2 separate regions of the Zea mays genome follow, and region 2 is linked to region 1. The links are chromatin contacts, called in public Hi-C maps. All regions are on one chromosome and are shown on one strand. The core of a region is the stretch at or near the end of the contact, and the rest is flanking DNA. Distances in the headings are between cores, read along the strand shown.

Evidence for each region. Hi-C and Micro-C count contacts between places; a contact is called where the count stands out from the background.
Region 2: a contact with region 1 is called in a Hi-C map of tassel, with 3 times the contacts expected there. The contact joins the promoter of LOC100284797 here to the promoter of LOC100383190 in region 1. A contact is called at or near these places in 9 of 25 Hi-C or Micro-C datasets (bundle sheath, ear, endosperm and 3 more).

What each region holds. Positions count from the first base shown.
Region 1 is chr6:65,185,760-65,192,180 of Zm-B73-REFERENCE-NAM-5.0, reverse strand. It overlaps LOC100383190, which reads left to right and starts at 3,359. Exons shown (of 13, transcript NM_001361953.1): 1 at 3,359-6,421. The coding sequence starts at 3,501.
Region 2 is chr6:65,404,425-65,410,845 of Zm-B73-REFERENCE-NAM-5.0, reverse strand. LOC100284797 (glycoside hydrolase, family 28) reads left to right here and starts at 2,892. Exons shown (of 2, transcript NM_001157692.1): 1 at 2,892-2,983; 2 at 3,338-4,899. The coding sequence starts at 2,939. The coding sequence ends at 4,753. It overlaps LOC100381681 (Site-determining protein), which reads right to left. Exons shown (of 2, transcript NM_001174494.1): 2 at 4,752-5,397. The coding sequence ends at 4,949.

The DNA.
Region 1 (6,421 bases), core at 2,110-4,609:
TGATCTTTCTGGAATTTGGGACGCAGTCCAGGAAATAAAGAAAATATGGAAAATGAGTTTAGAAATTGATTTTTAGTTTAAAAATAATTGCAGAAACCCATTTAATTCATGAAAATTTCATATTAAATCCAAATAAGTTCAAACAACAATAAAATTGATTTCCTAATTAATCCTATATCAAATACATAGAAACTTTGGAAATTCGTAACTTCCCCATTTTAATTCCAAATTGAACCGTTCCAGTTGTGTTAGTCTCGTATGAATATTTACTACTCAGTAACAACATTGATTATACCATGTTTCATACTTTTATAATTAGATATTTATTTATCCTATGTCAATTGGGTTAATCTATGTCTATTGCATTAATTTATTTAATATATTAATATAGTATTCTAACTTTATGGTTATACGATGTTTGACCATTAGTCTTGCAAACACACACTTACCTTTTTGTTTAAGCAAAAGCGTATGGTGGTACGTGTCCGATGACTAACGATGTACGAGGAAATTTCTTCCGGTATGTGTGAAACGTGCTCTCCAATAATGAGACCATGCAAATCGTGACATATATCGAAGTCTGCATGATACTGATGGTTGCAATGTAGTGATGAAACAGATAGATTATAAATAACAAAATTTATGTATGGTCAGAATCACAAATTGATTATCTATACTACTTATCCCTACTACTAATTAAGCATGGAGAGTGGCGCTTGGCGCGTCCATGCCCCCGCCTCCCAATCTCTACTGTCCTGGTTCCACCAACCTCACAGGCCACCCACACCGCGAGCAGGATAATCCCCTCCACCGCCATCAGCGCTCGCCCGCGCAGATCCCGCTCTCATCGCTCGCCCGCCATCCGCGCTCCATGCTTAGGGTCCGCCATCAGTGCTCGCCTGGCTGCTCGACACATTCGCCAGCGCCACCTTCGACCAGATCGACTCCGCCTACCGCGAGGCCGGAGGGGACCCTTTTGTGGCCGCCAGTATCCTGTCTTCCACGCAGGACATGCACCCGCCGCAGCCCCCCGCCGCCACTGGATCTCTCGCCGCACAGTGGATCTGGTGGAAGAAAGGCTGGTCGGAGGCCCAAGTGGGTTGCGGTGGCCGCTACGGGCATGGTCGCGGACGTGATTGGCAAGGAGTACACACGATCCACGGCTAATTCTGTAGTAAGCATGCCAAATGCTTGGAAGGGTCGGGACGGGGAGAGCGATGGCGATGGGTCTGGTGGCCGCAAGGACAGTGTTGAAGAGGCAGAGTAGTTCCTGTGCTCCATGCTCGGGGATAATTCCGAGCTTGGCATGGGTGTTGTTAGAGACGTGCCAGGTGAGCCTGTGAGGCATTTTTTCACTTGCTGGTCTATAGTTGTCCGTTCAGAATTCTTCATTTTGACCAATCGGTGCCATGCCGCCGTTTTCATGACTCGACTGAATTCTGGAATATAGACCTTTAATTTGTAAACCCTATGCCCTTAGATGCAGCGAATGTTCAAAAGATATATATACAGATGTTCTATTAGGAGCAACATATTACAAGAACATGAAAATGGATCCTTTAGATTAAATATTCAGTGATTTTTTAGCAAAGATCTTATGAAAAGAATGAACTTCTGGCTTATTGTTGCCTACTATTTGCTCATGCTCCAGCCTCCAGCTAATTTCAGTGCCCGCCACAGAAGATGAAGCATGGGCTATTCAAGCTCAAGAGTCAAGGTGGAAGAGATTTTGACATATCCGTAGAAATGAAGTTCTACTAATTTCACTTACATACATAGGCATATGACTGGTGCTTGTTTTCTACTTGAACTTAGGTAGCAGTCGTGGTTCGTTCTCGATAATACTACTTGCTTTTTTTACACAATTGGCGTTAATGACACAGGTTGTATGGTCCTTGATGAACAAACAATATCTGGGGTCATAGATTGTCTGCATGCATGCTAGATGAGAAAAAAAATAGTTGGCCTAAAACAACGTGTTTCTGTACTGGTTGATCTGTTTTTGCAGGGTAGCTAAGAAGTTTCGCAACTAATCATTTGCCTTTTGGACAACCGTGTTGAAACAAGGATCGGTCCCGCATCTATACATGTCATTAGCCACACAACTCAGGAAAACCTTAGTCCCCCATTTGGTTCTCCTAAACATACATATTTTTTCTTAGAAATATCTTAGAATTATATTTTTGGGTGTATCAGCATGAGCATGAGCATGAGGTGTAAAATCATTGCAGATCCGTAAAAAGCTAGAATGATGCTTGGATCGAACTTATCCTTGATCATGATTTGTGGTGCTAAGGGAACAGTGATAGATTGATTTGAGGTTTGCAGGTGTAATCATGTGTATAATAACCTTTTTTATTTTTCCTCTGTCCGTGTGGTGTAGTACCTGAAAAGCAAAATGATGCCTGCATTTGTTGTGCTTATTGCTGTTAAATATTTTTCTAATTCTAACAGGTCAGTGCCTTGCTTCCTAGCTGTAGCTAGAATGCATGGCCTTATACTTTTATCTGCTTTGCTTGGCCTCTACATCAGACAGAGCCTTGAGGGCATTCATTCATGTGGCCAAGTATTGGTTTGTAATCTCCCTTGCTGGTGAATTCCTAGAGACAATTTGGGGATTTGTTGTGATGAGAAGGTTTTATTGGGCTTTTGGGCCCGGGGAGTCACGTGTTGTGATCTCATCACTCCTCAAGTGCCATCTTGGCGTTCTGCACTTGAATGGTGATGGTTCGTGAGATGTGATTAGGAGTGGTAATGGATTATGTCTTTTCACAATTTGTTTGAATCCTTTAATTAATTTTAGTTCAAAAGTGAATAAAAATAAAACATGATTCTGATCCGATCTGATCCTTAATTTTATAGTGTAAAATTTATAGATCGTTACCACCCTATATGTGATTGAGAATTTAAGATTAATGGATTTGACTTCTGACCAGTTGTTGTCTGCTAATGTCCCGTTTACTGGAATCCTAAGAGAGGACTGAAGAACAAACCTAACAACATGGTACATACAATATTTGTAGCCTAGACGTCGCTCTCCATGCTCCTCACCTCGTGGCAACACACGGACACATACCTATTTATATATAAGTTATCATGGTATTATATGTCTCCATTGCAATGCACGGGCACCCACCTAGTTTACATTATAAGAGTAAAGATATGACGAAAACTCGATCATTTCCACTGTATTTTTTACACAAAATTTTCAAATAGCGGATTAGTGATGAATTTTCTTAAATAAGTATTAGCGTGCTAGATCGGGTTATTTAACAATCAAATCTCTACAGACACCTCTAGCGGATTAGTGACGTCAGCGCGCGCATCGCACACGCGTCTCCTCCCTCTGCTCCCAGTCTCCAATCTCCTCCCTTCCCCACTGCGGCGGAAGTCCACCAAAGCGAAACCAAGAGCGGCCCGACCAGATCCACCTTCTTCCTCCCCCCTTCATGCAACCAAACCCTAGGGACTAGGGCTAATTCCCCTCCTCCTCCTACTCCATGGCCTCGGATTTCGACGAGACCGACGAAGCCTTCTTCGACAAGCTAGTCAACTCCGACGACGACGACGATCCCCCGGCCGCCGCCGCCGTGGGGGGGCTCGCTGCGCTATCGCTGACCGATCAACCCGACGCGCCGCCGCCTCGCGAGTCCGAGCCTCGTGACCAGCCTGCTGCTGCTGCTGCGGCGGCAGCGGCACCGACGGAGGATGCGGAGCGTGAGCCCTCGCCGGAGGTGTATCCTGCGGCCGTGCTGCTGCATCCGCCCCCCGACCTCGCTGCCACCGTCGGGGCAGATCCGGCCGGGGACCTCCTGCCGGAAGACGGAGAACCCTTCTCCGGGGCCGCGGCTGTGCCAGAGGATCATCAGGGCCTGGAGCCGTCGCTGTCGTCGTCTCTCTCAGCAGGCACCGGCGATGGCAGCGCGCCGGATCGCACCGTCTCTGGCCACACGGAGAGCAATGCCAGTTCCCAGTTGGATTCCAGCACAGCTGCGGAGGGGTCTGGGCATCAGAGCGCCAAATCGCAGCTGGAGTACACGGATCCCAGGTATCTAGAGAGCCTCTACCCTGGCTGGAAGTACGATGACGCTACGCAGCAGTGGTATCAGGTAGATACTCTCAGCGCGCAGAGCTATGCTGCTCAGAATACTGGTGCTGCTGTGGCAGACCATAGGAGTGATGGTGACCTTCAGCAGAAGTTTGGTGGTTCTTACCTGCAAAACACTTCACACGCAGGGACTGGGCTTGAACACAGGCAGACGGCTTCTCAGCCTGAGACTGAGGCTGGCAATCAGCCTGCAGTGGCACCACAGAAAGAGGGGGAGGCACAGTGTGAACCCAAGCCGATGCATACAGAGGTGGGATATGGGGAGAGCAATGCCACTTCCCAGTTCGATTCCAGAGCTACTGCTGAGGGATACGGGGATCGGAGCGCTGATGCGCAGGTGGAGTACACTGATCCCAGATATCTAGAGAGCCTCTACCCTGGCTGGAAGTACGACGAGGCCACACATCAGTGGTATCAGGTAGATACCCTCAACACACAGACTTATGCTGCTCGTGATACTGGTGGTGCTGTGGCAGACCTTGCGAGTGGCGGTAGTGTTCAGCAGCACCAACAGTTTAGTGGTTCGTACATACAAAACACTTCACATCCAGAGCCTGCTCTTGAGCTTACAGAGCCGACTTCTGAGTCAAAGCCTCAGCTTGAGCCTGCGGCGGCCCCTCCTCAGACCGATGCTTATCCTGCGGTGGCATCACATAAAGAGGAGCAGAAAGAGCATGGATCTGTACCGGTGCATACTAAGCCTGAAGCTCAGGAGATTCCTGCCAATGCTGGTGATACTGCCACAGTGACAGAGGGTGGGTCCCCAGGGTCAGAGAAAGGCATCCATACCGCCGTCAAGCAAGTGCAGTGGAACGACTTTGGTGCCAGCACTGGTGGGGCGGATCTATTTGGTGACCTCCTGCCCGATGGAGCTGAAGATGACTTCTTTGAGGGCACCGTCCCTGTCAGCCAAGACGTCTCATCCTTGGTAGGTGCTACAAATGTTAGCGCACCAGATCACAGCTTCTCTGCAGGAGTGTATAACACTGCCATGATTAGTGCTGGACACAGCTTCTCTGACGGAGTTGATAAAAATGCTAACTCTCATTTCGGTCCCAGTGGAAGTAGTGCAGGGTACGGGGATCAAAGCACTAATGCACAGTTGGGCTCCACTGATCCCAAATACCTGGAGAGCCTCTACCCGGGGTGGAAGTATGATGAGGCGACACAGCAGTGGTATCAGGTAGATACCCACAGTGCACAGAGTTACGTTGCTGATAATACTGGTGCTGTTGTAGCCGTTGGGAGTGACAATACACAGCAACATCAGCAGCAGTTTAGTGCATCGTACTTGCAAAACAATTTACATGCAGCACTTGAAACCATTGCGGAAGAGAGCAGCACCAATGCCATGAGCTGGGTCCAGGGTGGGACCAACACAGGACCCCCAGAATACCCACCGAACATGCTGTTCTACGCAGAATACCCAGGATGGTACTTTGACACCAACACTCAACAATGGCAAACACTTGAGTCATACCAGCAAAGTGTTGCACATGTTGCAACTACTGCAGCAGCCTCAGATGGGTTCGCAGGGACATGCCATAATGTAGCTCATTACACTGAGGATTCTTATGCAAGTAGCTATAACCAGCAGAGCCAGTGGCAACCGGATTCGTTCGGTAATACCATGCAGGCTGATGTTTTGGGGGGCAAGAGCTTGCTAGGTAGTTCCTATGGTTCTAATCAGCAGGCTGGGAATCAGATTGGGCAACAGGCCAATGTGGACTCTTTAAATCACGAGCCTCATGTAAATACATTTATGCCTTCTACAGGTCAATCCACTGGTAGTGAGGGAAATCAGGCTAGCTATAAGAGTTTCGGATCTTTTACAGGGAATCAGAGTTGGTACAGTGGTTTGGAGCATTCTACAAGTAAGGAATTAAGGTACAAAGGATTTGAACCTTCAACAGGTTTCCAGACTAGTCGCAAGGAATTCCAGCCTCCTAAAGATCACCAGGCTGGTCACATGGCAGATGAACCTTTGACAAGATATGGGTATGGTAGTTCAAATGGGGTCGTCAATACACAAAATTTCGTACCAAAAGAGGGTATGCACAAGACACAAATGCATGATGACTCCACTGCGCATACTTATGCTGCAAGCAACTATTGGGGTACTCAGACCTCCATGGGCAGTGCTCAGCAGCAACTGACTGGTACAAATGGTCCATCCCAACAGTTTGGTTTCTCACCACATGAGCAGAGATCATCAGCTGGACGCCCACCACACACTGTGGTATCCTTTGGATTTGGGGGGAAGCTTGTAGTTCTTAAAGAAACCAGCTCTATGGCTGCAAACTTTGACAGCGG
Region 2 (6,421 bases), core at 1,643-4,142, 220 kb before region 1:
ATCTCCAGCCAGTTCTCAGTCGCCCTTTGCCCAGATCTAGGTAATAAATCGGTTACCTATGCTTCGGGCTTCGGCCGGAATGTCAACAAGGTCAGACGGAGACAGGCTAAAGTTTGGCCTGTTAACAGCCCTTGCATGGTTGCACCTGGCTTTTATGAAAGCAGCAGTCGTACCACGAGAAACTACTAGCGCACAGAAGTCATCGTTGCCAGTTATGACTTCATCGAGGACGTCAACTTCTTTCTCATTGTATTCAAGCGCTCTGGGGATATCTTCGGCAGAAGGATTGCCTTATTCGGATGCAGCTCCGACTAAATTGAATATACTTTTTAACTAAGCAATGCATCGGGTTGCAAAGTCAAAACATTTATTCTTAAGGGTTTTGAGTGCTTCACTCAGCTTCAGGTTCTTCTCAGCCTCAACCTTGATTGTCATGTTTAAAGCTTCGGTTTCACGATTGAACCGACTGGCAACTCTTTGCTTAATTTCTCATTTTGAGCTTGAGCTTTGGTAAGTAATCCTTTGGTTGAATGCAGCAAGTCATCTTTTTCTTTCAAAGAATCTTCAAGTTTTCTGATTTTATCTTCAAAACCTTTGACGACAACTTCATTCTTTCTATCTTCGTCATCTTGTTGCATTTTCAAGGCTTTGCTTAGAAATAAACTCTGAAAAATGAACTAAAAAGTTAGAATACCTAATCAACATGAAGATACCAACGGTAATTTGCAAAAGAGTCTTACTTTGATGTTCGAATAAAATAAGCTGTCAATGATGTGTTGACGTCTATAGCAGCTGATATCCTTATCCAGCTTCAGGAATCCAATGCTTTTAGACAAAGTGCTTATAATTTTAGCTCCGGCGCTATCGCAAATGCATCCCATAATTTCTTCATCAACCCCGCCAAAGAGCATTGATCTAGGCTGGTAGCCGCAGGATATGGCAAATTTTTTTAATTCTGATATGTCTTCTTTGGAAAGTTGTTGGCCGCCCAGGTGTTGTAGGTCGAAATTCATACATTCCAAAGAGGTTTCTTCAATTTTCTTCCCCTTATCAGAAGCCATTGCGGCTACATCTCTCTCTGCAACCACATCTGATATGAGTCCGTCGATTTCTGACAGGGTGGTTGCGAGATTCTCGGCTTCGGATGTGGCGGTAGCTTTGGCATCGGTGGGTATAGCAACTTTGCCTGCCGAAGCTGAGGGTGGGGTCCGTTCAATAGCTTCCATTATGTTCACATACGCCATTTCTTTTGACCCCCATTATTCCACTCGCCAGCCGAAGCAGTTTCCCTTGACTGCAAGAGGCCAGTCAGATCCAACCTTAGAGGACTAAGCAGTGCAAATGGGAAAGGTTCAGTCATTACCTTCAAAATCTCCGAGACCTCAGCAGCAGAAGACAAAGAAGGGCTCATAGCCTACTTCGTCACATCTTGTACCTTCGTCTCCTCAGAAGATATCTTGACAAGAGTGCGTCGAGGCGAACCAAATTCGTGTGTAGCGCATGGCCGTCAGATCAAAATTCCAGGAGTTAGTCCATTTCGTCCCCAGCTAAGTGGAAAGGCTCTATGTATCTATGGTAGTTTAGACTAGTGAAATAACCCTCTACAAATAGATAGGTGGGTTGTTGTAAACAACCATCTCTTTGTCTATCTCTCTTTTGGCTAGCTCATTTATATTTAGAAAACCCTAATTTCATTCTCTAGTTTTCGCAGTAGTTTAGCCTGAGATCCGCAGATGATTTGACTCTACATGTGTGTCTTTGTAATCTTCACCTCGTCGTTCAAAGGAAAGGTGGCCAGATCCATCCATAGGATTTGTTGAATCATGTGCTCTATTTTGTTTTTGCTGCAGTTTTGATTTGATTTTGTTCTTGCTCTCTTCTCTTTCATTTTCTCTTTGGATTGTGGAATAACCTTCGAGTTCTTGAGTTGGAGATTGTTTTGAAGTTTTTCTCTGGGTTTGATTCAGACCTTATACCACTAAGAAACTCTGGTTGCACAGTTTTTTGGTTGTGGATTGATTTCAAAGGCAAAACCCCAACAAAACCCTAAGTATGTTTGTATTTTCTGATCTGCGATTGATTTAAAAATTCATTTGAATTCAAAATTTGTGGAGACCTTGGAAACTCATTTGTTAAGGTGTGTGTAGAATTTCAGCTTAAGCGGAGTCTGTTTGGTTCAGTTTCACATTCGAAAAATGAATTTGGAGCTGCTGAAAACGGCAATAGATAGCGATACGATTTTGGGCAGATTCGGACTTTTCTGTGCCAGATACACGATATGTTCGTTTTGTTGGCCTTGTGTTAATCTTAAGAATATTTTGAAATAATAAGATCACCGGTTGGCTGACGCGCTTTTGGTTTGAGCAATTTCTTTATCTCGATTGAAGCTAAGTGCATAATTTTAATTCTTAGCAGCAAAACTTGATTGGCTTCCATTTACCTCCATGTGGTCACCTCACTGGTACTTCACACAATGCCAATGCAATGCACCAGCCGACGAAGCACCAACAGCACTTCACCAAATAATATGTATACTACCGAGTATTGACTACTAATTCGCGTGCACCAGCTAACTGAAACTAAAGTTTTTACATAGGAGCCTTCACTAAGCCGATATAAAGTACAAGCAATTAACCTTTTTCACAAACAAGTAATTAAGCGAAAGTTATTAAGAGCGTACATAATTCTTCTGTAGCTGCAAATGACATGCATAAGTACGCCGGACCGGTGAAAAGCGATCAGGCAACCGAAAGAGCTAGTCAGTAAAAGATACATGCTTTACCACTGGTACTGCATTAATTAATGAAGGAGCTAGTGCTGAACAGTGCGGCAAGGACTCCTATAAATTGGCTGCCGTGCCGCTACCATCCAATCCACTCCACTCCATCATCCCGTGCCTCACGAGTCACGAGTCACTCCAGGTCCAGGCTGAGCAGCAATGGCGCCGCGAACGCTCGGCCTCAACGCGGCCCCGCTCCTCCAGGTACGTAACGTAACTCACTGCCCCGAAACTCTCACCGCGTTCGTTCGTGGCGGCCGCGTGCGTGTTCCTTCTTCCTCCTGCGCTAGCTGCGCGGTTCTGCTCTTCAGTACTCCTCTTGTCCTGACAGATCTCATCTAGCTCCCAGCTGAAAGTTTCACGCCTTTCCGGTCATTATGTGCGCATGGAGGTGCTGAAAAGAAAAGTGCCGTCTTTTTGCCTCACAAACCAGAATGTTTTTTTTTTCAATTCAAGATCAGAATTTTTTTCCCCAGTCCACCGAACCAGATCGATCAGGTCATGTATGTGGTAGCAGCCAGTTGTTGATCTGAAGCACACTCCTGTTTCCTGGAACAGATTCTGCGGTCCCTGTGCCTCCTGGCCCTCGCCGCGGCGGCGGCGGTGTCCGGGCGGCGCCACGGGGCCTCCCCGGCGCGCGGCAGCGGGCAGAGCATGTACCTGGCGCCGGCCTGCCGGGCGCACACGGCGTCGGTGGCGGACTTCGGCGGCGTGGGCGACGGCACCACTTCCAACACCGCGGCGTTCCGGTCCGCGGTGGACCACCTGTCGCAGTACTCGGGCGAGGGCGGCGGCGGTGGCATGCTGTACGTGCCCGCGGGCAAGTGGCTGACGGGCCCCTTCAACCTGACCAGCCACTTCACCCTCTACCTCCACCAAGACGCCGTCATCCTCGGCTCCCAGGACGTAGGCGAGTGGCCAATCGTGGATCCCCTGCCTTCTTACGGAAGAGGGAGGGACAAGGTCGGAGGGAGGTTCGCTAGCCTCATCGGCGGATCGAACCTGACCGACGTAGTCATCACTGGCAGCAACGGGACGATCGATGGGCAGGGCGCCATGTGGTGGTCCAAGTTCCACAAGAACCAGCTCAAGTACACGCGCGGCTACCTCATCGAGCTGATGCACTCGGACACCATCTACATCTCCAACCTGACGCTGCTCAACTCGCCGGCGTGGAACATCCACCCAGTCTACAGCAGCAACATCGTGGTGCAAGGCATCACCATCCTGGCGCCGACCAACTCGCCCAACACCGACGGCATCAACCCAGACTCCTGCTCTCACGTCCGCATCGAGGACTGCTACATCGTGTCGGGCGACGACTGCGTGGCCATCAAGAGCGGCTGGGACGAGTACGGCATCTCGTACGGGATGCCCAGCCAGCACATCGTCATCCGCCGCCTCACGTGCGTGTCCCCGACCAGCGCCGTCATCGCGCTGGGCAGCGAGATGTCGGGCGGCATCCAGGACGTGCGCGCCGAGGACATCACGGCGATCAACACCGAGTCCGCCGTGCGCATCAAGACCGCCGTCGGCCGCGGCGCCTACGTCAGGGACGTGTTCGCGCGCCGGATGACGCTCACCACCATGAAGCGGGTGTTCTGGATGACGGGCGACTACAAGTCCCACCCGGACGACAAGTACGACCCCAACGCCGTCCCCGTTGTCGCCAACATCAGCTACCAGGACGTGGTGGCCACGGGGGTCTACAAGGAGGCGGCGCGCCTCCAGGGCATCCAGGGCGCACCGTTCCGGGGCATCTGCGTCGCCAACGTCACCGCCGACCTGTCCAAGTCCAGGAAGTACCCATGGAACTGCGCCGACATCGAGGGAGTGTCGGCCAACGTCAGCCCCGCGCCGTGCGACCCGCTACAGGGCGCGCACGACGGCGCATGCCCGTTCCCGACCGACACGCTGCCCATCGACCAGGTCACAGTGCAGCAGTGCGCATACGACATCCCGGCCACCAACTAGCAGCTCAATCAAGGAGTGTATTCGGATGTGGATCAGCCGCCTAGTACAACTTGTAGTTCAGGTCCAATGCAAGCGACTAGTAGTATCAAGTCTCATCAACACAATAACGACAGAATGAATCGGGCACTAGCCTAGAAAGCATTCATAAACTCCGAGCCTGTACACCATCTACAGCCTAAAGACTGACTTGACTCATCACCTGCCGCCGAAGAACGAGAAGAAGCCGCCTCCGCCTCCTTTCTTCTCGGGCCTCTCCTGCTCTTCGACCATGACCGCCGTCATCGCATCTCTTTCCACCAATCTCCAAGTAGCCTGCTCCAGAGCAAGGCCAGCAGGCGTGGGCGGGTCATTCAGCACCAGCGGCACGCCCCTATTCGTACTCCGGATCACCTCCGTGTCCTCTGGCACCACGCCTAGTAAAGGCAACCCGAGCATTTCCTGCACGTCCAGCGCTGACATCATGTCCTCCCCCTTCACCAGGTCTGGCCGCACTCGGTTGACAACGATCTTGATGTCTTTGATGCCATCGCACTCCAGCAGTCCCGCGACACGGTCAGCATCGCGGAGAGCCGTAATGTCGGGAGTGGTAACGAGCACCGCCTCTTCTGCGGGTGCAATGGCAGTGACAAACCCAGCATCAACACCTGCAAAACAAAACATCAAGCAGCTGTAGTTAACACAGTTTCTATGCCATGGGTCAGAACTAAAACCTTGGTAAATGGATCCAAATCACATTAACACAAATATTATTACACGCTAATGGCTCCAATTTTGAGAAATCTGATAATCCCATTATAAGTATGGACTATAGTCATGGAAATCATGCCAAGTGCATCATATGCTCGGAATCCTTTCGTCTGTAGCAAGCAACAGGAACAAATGTGGGACAACTATAATATTTGGCATCAGCATCCCAATGAATCCAAGGTCCAAGGGGATATATATATATATATATATATATTGTATATTAGGAGCCCTGGGCTTCCTTTAGTTATTGGAAGCCCAGGCCAGACAGTGCAATCCGGTCGAGCCGAACCAGGTCCAGACGTCTATAAAAGAAAATCCGTAGTGCTAGGGATCAGTTTTTACGCCCCATCTCGATTCATTAGCGGCGGTTGCCAGGCCGGCGGTGGCGGCGGTTCCCAGGCCGACGGTGGCGGCCCCCGATCCAGAGGGCGAGCGGCGGCGGCAGCGCCCTTATGCGATGGCGGCGGTTTCCAGGCCAGCGGTGGCGGCCCCCGATCCAGAGGGCGAGCGGCGGCAGCGCCCTTGTGTGGTGGCGGCGATTCCCAGCCCGGTGGCCGCAACTCCATTACCTCGACGCGCGGTGGCGGAGGTTCCTCGATCCGCAGCGAGGCTCTTGTGCAGGCAAGCGGCGGCGTCCCCGAAGCCCCGAGGAGGCGGCACTTCCAAGGCCGGCGAGCAAGCGACGCCCGTCGACGTGCGAGTAGCGACGGCGACGCATGAGGCGCGATGTTCGAGCGAGCGATGTCACGGAAGGGGCGAGATGCGCGCAGCGATGATCGCGCGTGACATCCTCTGATCCGGCGCATTTTTCTTTTCGTTTATTGTGTTTTATGCCTACCACATGTATTATTTACGCTAAAAACTGTATGTTTTTATGCTTTAACACAGAGTTCGTATATCAGTTTACTGCATGCACATTTG